Regions from separate parts of the Pan troglodytes genome. Here region 2 is linked to region 1. A link is a contact called in public HiChIP or PLAC-seq data. All regions are on one chromosome and are shown on one strand. Each heading gives the region's core, a stretch centred on a gene start, on an enhancer-like site or on the middle of the called end of the contact. The rest is flanking DNA. Distances are from core to core; before and after follow the strand shown.

The links. HiChIP or PLAC-seq counts read pairs in DNA pulled down with a chosen protein or histone mark.
Region 2: a contact with region 1 is called in an H3K4me3 HiChIP or PLAC-seq map of stem cell-derived excitatory neurons, with 3 times the contacts expected there. The contact joins the promoter of ZC2HC1A here to the promoter of PKIA in region 1. A contact is called at or near these places in 1 of 7 Hi-C or Micro-C datasets (stem cell-derived neural progenitor cells) and 1 of 1 datasets of contacts at active chromatin or transcription factors (stem cell-derived excitatory neurons).

What each region holds. Positions count from the first base shown.
Region 1 is chr7:87,150,944-87,156,993 of NHGRI_mPanTro3-v2.0_pri, reverse strand. PKIA (cAMP-dependent protein kinase inhibitor alpha) reads right to left here and starts at 2,303. Exons shown (of 6, transcript XM_063817203.1): 1 at 2,124-2,303. The region is part of intron 2 of LOC107976352 (a long non-coding RNA gene); the gene reads left to right.
Region 2 is chr7:87,300,645-87,307,457 of NHGRI_mPanTro3-v2.0_pri, reverse strand. It overlaps ZC2HC1A (zinc finger C2HC-type containing 1A), which reads right to left and starts at 2,220. Exons shown (of 9, transcript XM_024345194.3): 1 at 2,103-2,220. The coding sequence starts at 2,118. LOC107976352 (a long non-coding RNA gene) reads left to right here and starts at 2,252. Exons shown (of 6, transcript XR_008536779.2): 1 at 2,252-3,262.

The DNA of each region.
Region 1 (6,050 bases), core at 1,054-3,553:
TGACTGTCAACATTACAGAAACTGCATTGTATTTCTAAGATCAATTGTACTAATCTGTATTTCATATACCTTAGGTTATTTAGAATAACTATATTAAAATTCATTATTATTCTATATTAGTATTATTACTTCTTCAGAATAATGATGTATATGGTTAAGTATTTTAATAGTAGAAAAAAGGTGGTAGAATAGAGGGTTTGTTGTTGATCTTGTTCTTTGTTACCTCATAGTTAATGTGACTGAGTAAAAATTCTAGAATCTCAAGAAGTTAATATTTCAAACCAAAACCCTGTTTGACACATAATAACAACAACAAAACGGGACATAAAGTTATTAAGACCCCAAGGGGCAGTTCCTGGAGTGGATCACTCAGTAGTGGGCTTTGCCCACCCCCTACGCCCTCACCCTATGCCTCATATACTGAAGATGGAGACAAAGAAACAAATTCAAATCTTTCTAAAGTGCATTTTGTAAAAACGAAATTTGTAATAGAAAGGCAATAATGATATATAATATGATTAACATGATTTTCCATACTAGTGTCTTTGCTTAAAAATAATATTTGAAGAGGAAAGAAAGAGGTAAAATTTTAAGCTACCAACTCTGCCCCTCTTTTTCATTGATCTTCTAATTTAATTTACTAAAATAAAATTGCATGGCTGTTGAGTCAGACAGTCTCTGTAATTTCAAGTTTAAAGATAACAGATCTTCCTTTAAATAGAACATTGGCACACAGATACCCCACAATCTGGCTTATTGCAACTGTTCTCTGTTGGTGAAGTGGCACGTTTGCAATCCCCATAACAGCCATCTTAACCATTTCACAGCATATTATTCAAATGTACATCTCTAGGTGGCAACAAGGATAGGCACTTGGGCTCAGTAGCAAGGGGTCTGTGGGGAAAATCCTAGGACGAGGGATAGGAACCTGCAAATGGCAAGACAAACTGGAGGATACTCAACCAGAGGCTTAGATTGGGCAGCTCCATTGGCTTTCTGACTGCCTACGAGGAAAACCTCACTGGAAACTCTTTTGAGGTTCTTGAGGAATCCTAGAGGCAAACGGACTCCTCTGCCTTTTGGAAAGGATTTGTCCCAAATCTTAACAGCTAGCTGTCTCAAAATCCAGCTGGACTAAAATTGCTTCAAGAAAAACTGGATGGACTGGCATTCACATTTTTACTTCTACCTATGCCTATGCATAGGGAACATCCCTCACACTCCAGTAGATTCTATCTGTCCTCTCTAGCTTTCAAGTAGCCACAGTGACTACAGCGAAGGGAGTTAATGGGATAACATGTTGGTACAGGGCCACAAGCAGGATATTTCATTCCATGCATTTGGGGGAAGGACACAGGTAACAGTATACAGGGAGAATACCGAATAAGAAATCTGTGTGAGGCAATGCCCTTTTTGGGACCTTGACAAAATCAGTCATGGAACCCAGGTGGTGGATAAGAGCTGACGAGAGTTGGTCTGTGAATGGGCACAGCATCTCCGAAAAAGATCAATGAAATGATTGACAGAGAAAATGGCAATTGAAGGAAGAAGCGATGTCAAGTGCTGCTCAACCCAAGCTGAACTCCAGGAGATAAGAGAAGTTTCCCCTCCAGATAGAGGCTCTTTCTAAAGGTTCAGTCTTGAAGCAGGTGTTTTGACATTGAGAGGGGCACAGACCCATTCTGATAACTGGAAAGGGAGAGGACCAAGGACTACAGGAAGAGGGACGATTTCTGATTACCTCAGGCTGCTGCCAGGGACCTACTGCTCCAAATCCTCAAAATACTGAAGCGAAGGTAAAAGGCACAGAAAGCAAAATAGTAACTCAAATTATTTTACATTTTGAGTCCTCTTCACTGTCTACGCGAATCTGGCACTGAAATGGTAGATCACGTTCGAAAGAGTATAGAGGCAAGAACGCCTTCTTTGTTTGCCCAGTAACACTGCTCCTCCAGCCTCTGCACTTGGCCGCCCAACATTTCCATCCTAGTTGTTGCTCCTTTTCTCATTGCAGAATGCAGCGGGGTTCTCCCCTTCTTCCCTCCGTGCTGCAAACCCCATTATTAACCAAGCGGAAAGCTCCACGCAGTGCGGCCAGGGCGCACCGGTGCCGGGCTGCTTACCTTCCCCGGACCTAGTCAGCGCAGGTCCCCGCGCACGCCGCCACGGGCCGCAGTCCCGCCGCGCCCGCCGAGTGCTCGGTCAGCTCGCGCCAGCCCGCGCCCCACCTGCCAGCAGCAGCCTCCGCTCCCGCCGCCGAGCTCCGGCTGCATGAAGTCATCCCCGCCCCGGGACGGATCACCACATTCCGCGCCAGCCACGGGGGGAGCGGGGCCGCTCCCGACCCCAGGGAAGGCAACCTGGAAACGGCGCTCAACGATCGCTGCCCCGCGAGGTTGTGGATTGATTTTCTATTAATGCTTTTACAGCTGCAGCATCGCTGGATTATGGATTGAGAGAGAAGAGCCAGGGGGGCTTTCTCTGCATAGCGTCCTTCCTCCGAGCGCTCCCCCGTCACCCCGGCTGCATGGACTGTTCCATTCGCCCCTGTGGGTTTCCCACCCTCTTCATCTTCCTTATCAGCATTGTTCATTTGGCTGAATTTGAGAGCAGGAATTGTCTTTTAAGATAAACATTCAAGCACTACAAAAACATTTTAAATTGGTAATGAAGCTTTCTAAGCCCTTCATAGCTCTCTCCATCACCCCCGCCCCCGCCAACAGACGCACACGCATACACACACACACACGCACACACACGCGCGCACACACACGTATGCACACAGCCAAACCACTCACAATTTTGAAAGCTAGAACCTTTCGCCCTCTCGCCTACGTAATAGAACAGGAATCTCCTAAAAGACTGGAGAAGTGGGGCCAACCAGAGAAAGCGCTGAAAGAAACAGTGGGGTGGCCCCATGATTTTGTTGTGTTTATGGTGCACTTGTGCACAGATGTTCCCTCTAACATCTCTTCCTCCTACTTCCTTTGCTGGGGACCCCCTCCCCTCCCTGCCACATAATTGGGCAAACTGTTGTGGTGACAGCTGTAACATTTGGGAATCAAAAAGCAGAGTCTACATTAGCAAATGACTATCTCTCTTTCCCTAAGGATTTATGAAAATTTGCCTTGGGAATGCAATAAGCATGTATTCATATAAGCCCTTTCCTTCTCTTTTTAAATTAACACTAGCTGTTAACAAGACTGTTCTCTCTCCCCCACCCTCCCGTTTTGCTTCTTTCCCAAATCTCTTCAGGTTTGAGGGTTGAATGTTTAAGGAAAAATGGGACTAAATTTGCTCTCTTTGTAGCTGAGCTAGGGTTTCCGCCTAGCTGTTGAGTCATTTTCCAGTCGGGAGGTTCCTTGACACTAGGGTTCTGTGGAATGGAGTTCCCTCTTTTAACTTGCCTTGCTGTTTGAATTGACCGTCACTTGATACAGGCCAGCTTTACACTATGGATTTGTCCAGCAACCTAAACAGTGCAATTGCACAAGGCCAGGGAAGCACCTTTGCTAAATGAGATGTTTCCATCCATCTATCAGTCCCAAAGTTAGGTGATAATGTAGCCAACAGCTTTCCAACAAAACTTAGTTAGAATTCTTGGTCATAGAATATATGCTCTTTGAAAGCTAGAAGAGCTTAATTCATCGCTCTGAGACTCACTTTCATAACATTAGCCCGTTAATATTACCATAGAGCAGGAGATTCTTAATCTGTATAAATGGAATTCTATTCATATACTCCTTTTATACAGATTAAGTATAATGGGAAAAATCTCATTTTTAGTTTCACTAACTTCTAACTGAAATTTAGCATTTAGCATGTCCTTTAAACATAATGTAGGCAACAAACCACAAGAATGTTAGGAGTACCTGGGACTTTGTTTCCAATAGAAACAACAGCTAATTCCTTATTGCTGTTTTTATAGATATCTCTATCACTACACTGATGTTATAATCAAATCATCACTACTTTTTTTATTTAATAGACTATATTTTTCAGCTTTGGTGTCCAGAAAAATTGAAGAAATAATACAGGGAGTTCCCATATATCCCATTCCCAGTGTCTCCTATTGACATCATACAATAGTAAGGTACCTTGGTGTAATTCTGGCATTGCTATAAAGAACTACCTGAGATTGGGTAATTTATAAAGAAGGGCTGGTGGTTCTGTAGGCTGTACAGGAAGCATGATTGGGGAGGTCTCAGGAAACCTATAATCATGGTGGAAGGCAAAGGGGAAGCAGGCAGGGCCTACATGGCTGGAGCAGGAGAAAGAGAAGGGGGAGGTGCTACACACTTTTAAACAACCAGATGTCATGAGAACTCACTACCACCAGAAAGCCAAGGGGGAAGTCCTCCCCCATGATCAAGTCACCTCCCACTAGGCCCCTCCTCCAAAATTGGGGATTACAATTTGACATGAGATTTGGGTAGGGACACAAATCTGAACCATATCATTGGGTTACAATCAATGAATGTATACTGATACATTATTACTAACTATAAATAAAGTCTAACTACATTTAAGTTTCCCTGGTTTTTACCTAATATCCTTAAATCTGTTCCAGGCGTCCATCCAGGATACCACACTAAATTTAGTTGTCATGTCCCCTTAAGCTCCTCTTAGCTGTGATAGTTTTTCTTGTTTTTGATGACCTTGACAGTTTTGAGGAGTAGTGGTCAAGTATTTGCCGGAAGGCCTCACTGTTGCAATTTGTCTGATGCTTTTCTTATGATAAGACTGGAGTTGTGAACTATTGGCAGGAGAAAGAAAGAGGTAAAGTCCCTTTTCCTCACATCATATCAAGGTGCTATAGTACCGATGTGATTTATGACTGGTGATGTGTTGACCTTGATTGTCTGGCTGAGGCAGTGTTTGTCAGGTTTCTCTACTGTAACGTTATTGCCCATCCCTTCCATACTGTACTTGTAGGAAGTAACTACATGAAACCCAAACCTAAGGAGTGGGACTTTGGCTCTACCTCCCTGAGGGCAGAGTGTGTACATAAAGTATATGGAATTCTGCACAGGAGAGCTGTCTATTCTCTACCAAGTATTCAATTACTTATTGATATCAATATTATAGACTCATGGAGATGTATTATATTTTATGCTTTTGGTAATAATCAATTACTACTTCATTTTGTTGTTCAATTTGTTCCAGTTTTGCCCCTTGGAAGCTCTTTCAGTAGGTTCCTGTGCTCCTTTGACATACCCCCTTTGATGTGTGAGTGTGCGTGTGTGTGTGTGTGGCAGGAGCAGCAGGGCTGTTAACAATCCCTTACTTTATGGTATTATAAGTTCCTCCAGTCTCAACTTGTATACTTCCTGCTTCATTCCAAGAATCAGCCATTTCTTCATGGAGCCCTTGTTCCTTTTACAGGAGAATGGTAATACAAATCAAGATCTGGGTCCTAGACACAGTCATTATTGGCAGGTCATTTTGTTTAGGCCTTTCAACTAAGACAGTGAAGAAATATGTGTATACTTACCCATGCATATATACATAAGTATTTCTATATGTGACTATTCTGTGTCTGTATTAAGCTAAATATGAGCACATACTTATGTTTCCAACTTTAATCCTTTAACACATAGATCATTCTAGCCTCCTCCCTTTGCTTGTCTGTAAATTCCTATTCCAATAGTGAGAATCATGGCTCCCATCATTCACTGTTATAATTGTTCAATTTCAGTGTACATGTAAAGCAGTATAAAAATTGTTAGCCCTTTCCCACAATATCACAATTTTTAAGTAAATATATATAACTCTCCTACACTGTGTTTAATGAGTTTAAATGCCCATACCTTTGTATATCATGAATTTTGTTTTTAAATATTTTGATAACAGTATTTTAAACTTCGTAATTAGTTTCCTTTCCAATTCTACGTATTATATTTTATGCATTGAAAAGCATCATTTTAAGAAGAGTTATGTAGGTTGCTTCAGATTGTCAAAGGGAGCCATGGCAAAACTTAGAATACAAACTGTAGACTGTTACTGTGAGGCTATAATGAGATGGCATGAAATTGCCACTCCAGAGCTTC
Region 2 (6,813 bases), core at 971-3,470, 150 kb before region 1:
ACCTAATCTATCACTGTATCAATGTTTCTAGAATGAAAGAAGGGATGAATTAATGAACGGTAACCTTAAGACTCAGAGTTTGATATTTGCAAGGTGTGATCTCCTAGGGGAGGGAGAGGGGAGAAGGAGAAAGGAGAGAAAGGCACCATCCTAACTTCAACAGAAAATTCTCAAGAGCTTTTATTAGATTGAACTGCTTGAAATTACCAGAATTCAACTGTTTTGCCCTACATAATTTAGGGCAACTTCACATATTTCAACTCAGTTTATCACAATTAAACACATTATAGTTAATGATAGCATCTTATTTTGTAAAAAAAAAAAAAATCTAAAAGTAAAGGGCAAGCACTATTAACATCATAAGCTGGACCCATAAAATATGCCTATAAATACAGAATCCTACCTTTGTCCACCTATGCAACTGAGTGTCATAATAGGTTTCCATTATATTTTAAAAACATTCGTAGTAAGGTTTCAATAGTAATATCTTAGCACTGTTAAAATGTAAGGTCCACTAAAATGTAGGTTCGATGAGAGTAAAGCTTTATCATTTTTATTCTTTGCTGCAACCTAGAACCTAAAAAGATGCCCATAATAGACATTTATTTAACAACAAATATTTATTGAGTACCTACTTTGTGTCAGACATCGTTTTAAGTGCCTAGGATACATAAGTGAAAAATCAGATGATGATCTTTGTCTTAATAACAAATGTTGAATAAAATAATAAAAATCTGCAAACTGTTCAAAACACTTTATAGATAATATGTAATAAAACCTTATCATATTATATATGATAATCTCATGAGAATTCCATAACCCATGCTTTAATCCCACCAAGATACAAAAGTATCTTGAAAGTAAAATATACTGTACTATCATTACAATTCCTTATTTCATGGAAACTTGAATTATCTTCCAAAAACACATAAGCAAAAAACAAGACCTTCATTAGGCCATAGCATACTGCAGCTGTCCACAAACGGAAAATTATCAGAATCATTTATCAGAGCAAAAGCACGAAATAAACTCCTACTCATGTTATTATATCTGCTTTTTGGTGAACTTAGGTGACTGAAAAAGTTACCGGCTACCACTTTGCACTTCATCACACAATGTAGAATATTTTACTCCCTGGCATGCAACAATACACAAGACTCAAAAGCTTCTGCTCATTCTTAATTCCAACTGAATCCGTGTAAACTAGGAGACGGGAGAAAGGAGCTAAATCAAGACAAGAGGATCTTTCAATTCTGAAGGTTTGTTCTTCATCATAACAAATTAAAAAATCTTGAAACTGTTGTTGCCAATGCTAGTTATTGTGGTTTTTGTCCTTCCTTTGTTTTTAGGTGAATGCTTTCATTACACAGGATAAAATGGGTAAACAGAATAGAGAAAAAGTGAAAGAACTGGGAACAAAGCAAAATCTGGAGTCATGGTTACAGTACAAAGATAAACCCAAAGATAAGGAACCAATACAGGCTCTTCCTCACACAGCGGCCGTGAATAAGTCATCAAATCCTCCGGGTAATCTATTGTACCGGCTCTAAAGCTGGCCAGTGACACTTCCTTAGGAGATGCTCTGACATCCCTCCGACAGAAGATGCTGTCGAAATGTAAAAAGCCGGTTACCTAGGGAAATCGGCCAAGGAATGTCAGGAGCTCGAGGCTGGAGACACACCCCGGGGCTGCGGCACAAAGTGGCCTGGTGGTGTTAAGGCCGTGGACAATAATGGAGAGAGTCCAGTACAAGGAAAACAAAATCTGGCCAGAGACTGGGATCACTAAAAGGGCACTCAGGAGTCAAGCAAGATCAGAAAATGGTAGGAAGAGACGTGCAGGCGTCTTGCCAGGGGCAGGATCTGGCTCTGGGCGGGCAAGCCCAGGTGAAGACCGTCTGAGGCGGGGCAGCCTGGTAGCGTTAGCTCCACCGCATCGGGGACTGTCCGGTTCCCTTCGGCCCCAGCCTCCGGAGGCGCGGCGGGACGCGGCGAGGTCCGCCGCACCGAACCAGCCCTCGCCTTCCTGCTACTGGTGTCCAGGGTCCCCAGCTGTTTCGGGCCCGCTCTAGCCGTCCTGCCCGCATCCCTTCATCGCCTCACCTTCCAGTCCCTCCATCGCGCCACCTCCTCGAGCTCAGCGAGACTCCTTCAGCAGCGCCCGCCACCGCCCAGCTCTGGCTGTAGCAACCCAGCCGCACCTCCCACCCGCTAACATTCCGAGCTCCCATTGGTTCCGCAACTGCGGGGGCGGGGATCCGTGGGGGCGGGGCCGCGGCGGAGGCGAGGTTCCTGCGGTCTCCTCCTGGCTGCCACCCCTCTCCGTCTCTCCGGGTTACTCTCCAGGGAGCCGGGAGCCGCTTCAGGTTGCAATCTGCGACGCAACGGCGCCTTTGTTTGACTCCAGCCTTGTTTTGCCTCATACCTTATCCTCCTATTTAGAGTACCTCAGCACCTCATGGGCTCCGCTTCGCCAGTTCCTCAATCAGTCAATGCCTCTGACTTCTAGCCGCCATCCCTCCCAGTGGATACTTCAAGCAGGCAAGCAAACCAAACAAACGCCCAGCACGCTTGCATGCAGCAATCTCCGTTTTCCGGTCTTTGGTCGCATGACTTGACCTCAGCGTATCCCCTACACTTGGTCTTCACACACAGCTTCATAGGTTAAGACACTTTTTTTCCAGAGAAATCATACTTTCTATCTGCGATTGTGGAACTGCGATTGCTCTAAGCCCTTGAAAACAGTTTCCTCACCATGAAAGCTTGGGCCAAAAATTAGAAGTGAAACCCAGCCCTCCCTCTGTCTTCTACTCTTGGCCTACCCTGGCCCTATACTTTATCATCCATAAACCAAAACAGTCGCCTGGCCTGACAATGTTTGATCGGGGAAGTTTGAGTTGGGGAATTAACCTACAACCTGACAGAATGAGGCCCGCCCGTCTCTAACAGAGTTCAAAACCTCCTGAAGATGAAAGTAACTTCAAAACTAACTCAGACCATTTTAATGGTTTTGCTTACAATTACCAGAACTACATTTCTTTGAAAATTTGATTTAGCAATCGTAAACAAGCTGTACTGTTTGCTGACTATAGCGTATCTACTGGCAAGTTACCAGTATTAATGTGTTGTCCATAACAAACCTCGGATTAATGTTATTGTTAATCTGTTTAATTGAAGAGTTTAACTTCATATCTAACTTCATCTACTATGAAATCAGTTACCTTCAGGAAGCAGGATTCCTCCTACTCTCCACTCACATGAAGGTATGTTTAAACAAGCAAACACTTGAGGGGGCATCATCTCTTACTGAGAAGGTGCTCCAAGTGCATTTGAATGTGGTAGAGTCCATCTGTTGTGTACAGCCATGTAAAGACCACTTCAACCATGCCTCAATGACTCCGTCCGCCCTTCCCTGGTTCCCCTGGCTCTTCTGCTCCTCTGAGATCCTGGGCCTCCTTGGCCAACCCATAGCCTTGCAGGCAATAAGCTACTCTAGACTGGGTGCTGCGGAAAGGTCCTTTTTCTTCCTTAGTGCTACTAAGGCAAAGGTAGAATTTTTGGTTGGGAGGGAAGGCCTTTTAAAAGAGCATTAAGGAGAAAAAAAAGCACACAGAAGAAAATACAAAAATAGGGAAGCCATTATTTTACAAATTACAAGTTCTTTCACTGAAGGCAAGACGAATATTGAGTTGGCTGATACCTTATTCGGCATAAAATCTGCAGTAACATTAAAAATAATAAAAATAGCATTAAAGAATAAATCATGTGAGGCATGTTTTAGGCCATTTTCATATATTCACAAATCTTCAAAAGAAATCTACAAAGTAGATACTACAATCTTCATTTATCAGAATTAAAATGCTCATTTTCTAGATGTCTCAGAGCAATTAATATTTTGTCAATATTTGTATTATTAGTGGATGGTAGAACTTGGCTACACTCTTGTCTGTTAAATTCTAAAGCCTATGGTGATTTGATTGGGCTCCTCACTCCCTTTCCTTGCCTTGCCTTTTATTATAGCTGCCTCAAGTGTAAACCCAAGCGTTCAGACATGTTGTTTAACATATATTTGAGTAGGCATTTCTATTGTGAATCTTAATTCTCTAAAACATGATTGCTAGTCTTCCCTACAGGTATCTCCATAACTTTTATGCTTTTGGTCTCTTCCTAACTTTTATGCTACAGCTACCCTGGGTCCTGCAGCTTTTCCCTGATTCTGACCCCTGAGTAAAGAGGACTTCTTCCTATCTGCCTTCAATAAGTTCTTTCCTCTGCCACCTACATACCTAGCCTGAGAGTCTTGTCTTGGCACTGTATCATGACATTACTTCCTCTCCAGTCTAGTCCATTTTTCGGCATGCATTCATTCAACAAATGTTTGTTGAGTACCTTCTATGCTTCAAGTCCATTTTATCACTAGCCAGTTACTCAGATGAATGAAACTCAGCTTCTTCTCATGTTTTTAAGCACTTACCTGTACATAATTTTTTTACCTGCCATGTGATCTTGTTAACTGAAAATAACATTTATAGATCAATAAGAATTCGAGATCTTCTGACCTCCTTATTATACAAAAAGGAAAACAAACTTTCAGAGATGTTTCTGACTTGGTCAAGATCACAAAACTTGTACTTAATTGAAATAGATATTGTATCTGTGTTTTGTTACATCATACCTTGCTTCTTTCCATTTTGCATTATATTGCTTTCAACCACCATTCCCTTAAGCAGATCCACATCTATTCTGCACATCCCAAAAAGCTGAGCAAGCTGCATATAGCTTCTTGTTTCAAAGCTCCAGTCTCTTAAATCCCACACGAAGTTCAAGTCCCCTTTTAGAGAAAGCCATTGGTTCTCATTCAGATCATTTGCAGAGCACAACTAAATGAGATTCTGAGTCTCGGTGAGAACTCAGTTTATCACCTCCACTATGTAGGACATTTCTTCCTTCCGTGACCAGAAGAGGAATAACCTACCACAATTTAGCATATAAAAATAATTCATACATTTGGTAATCATAAGAAAATGATAATTTTCATCAAAAACATAAGAAAATATTTCCCTTAAAACAGTTCTAGAGGAAGGAAGCATATTCTGAGTTGGCTCTTGCTAGTTTTATTTGAAGTAAAAATAAAATTTTCTAAGTATTCAGGGGGAAAATAGTGATAGTTTCTCATGGCCTGGAATAATCAGAAAGCATATAGGTAGGCTGTCACGGGTGAAGATTTATTGAAGGAAAAATGTCCTAGACAAGAAACATCAAGAAAAGAAAGAGGGGCTTTAAAAAAGTGAGGAACTTAAAGCAAACTTTACCTACTACATTGATTGAAGGGCTATTCCATTCATAGTGTGATAGCAATTATTCTAGCTCTATGCTTCCCTACTTTCAAACTAATTTTCAGCTGCAAAAAGATCGTTTTTTTTTTCAAGTTTCGGCTATGATCTTGCCTATCCATCCCTTTGCATCACAATTTCAAATCTTAACTAAAAATCTATTAACCAAAATGTTTTTTGAGGTCCTCTCTAGACTAGTCCATTTTTCTGATGCATTCTTTCAACAAATATTTGTTGAGTACCTTCTGTGCTTCAAGTCTATTATATCACTAGCCAGTTACTAAAATGAATGAAGCTCAGCTTCTTTTCTTATGTTTTTAAGTATTTGTCTGTGCATATTTTTTTTTACCTGCCATGTGATCTTTTTAACTGAAAATAACATTCATAGACCAATAAGAAATTGAGATCTTTCAACCTTGAGTACAACACTGCTCTAGGCACAACAGAAAGCTTCAAAGAAATCTCTCTGATCTCTAGAAAGTTAACATCTAGTAAAGGAAACTGTGAGCAAGACATAATACAGGGCAAAAGAGTTGTTAATAGTATTAAGTTTTAGATGTTGTGGTACAGCTTATAAAAGCAATTGGTTACAGGAAGTCATTTACATGAATGGAGCAATTTTAAAGGTTTTTTAGAAGTAGAACTTAAATTGTGTCTTGAAGAGTGCCATAGGATAGGTAGAGATCACTGAGGATGAGGGAAACATGGCATAATCCTCCTTAAGAAAATGATGCAAGCCTGGCATGTTTTGGGACAATCTAAAGAAGCAAGGAGAATATTTGTATCTATTTTGGTTCATGTGTAACATTTGTTTCTCTTTACATTATACAGCACAAGCATTATGGCTATATAATTTATATCTTTTTAATCTTAGGGGCAAAGTGTTGAGTTAATGATACTCACTAACACACAGTACATACTTCAACTATCCATGCCAAGGTATCTCTTTTATTTTCTTTTTATTTGTCATTCATCCCCTATTTTAACACAATTTACCAGCCTCCTCACTATAGGCACAATTCTATTACATATAGATGTCTTTGGATAGGTGTGATTCTTTGAAACCCATATGGTGCTGTTTTATATATGCATCTGTTTTTAATTTACATAAATGGCATTATTCTATGACTTTCATTCTGTTTGTAATTTTAATTTTTAATTTCATTATTTAATTTTTAAATTTAATGTTTTTTGTCATTCATTCAGAGATTCATCCATGCCACTGTATGAAATACAAGTTTATTGCTTCTGATGTTGGATAATAGCATTTTACCGTATGCATACACCACCACATCTTACTTACTCATTTCTGTAGTGATGGGCACTGAGTTGGTTCTAACTGCTGCTACAATGAACATCTTTGTGCTTGTCCCCTTATGAACCTGGGCTCAAGTTTCTCTGGGATGCATCCTTGGAATAGTTTACTGGATCATATTCACTTCCACTAAGTACACCTAGATTTCTCTCTACAATAGCTATAC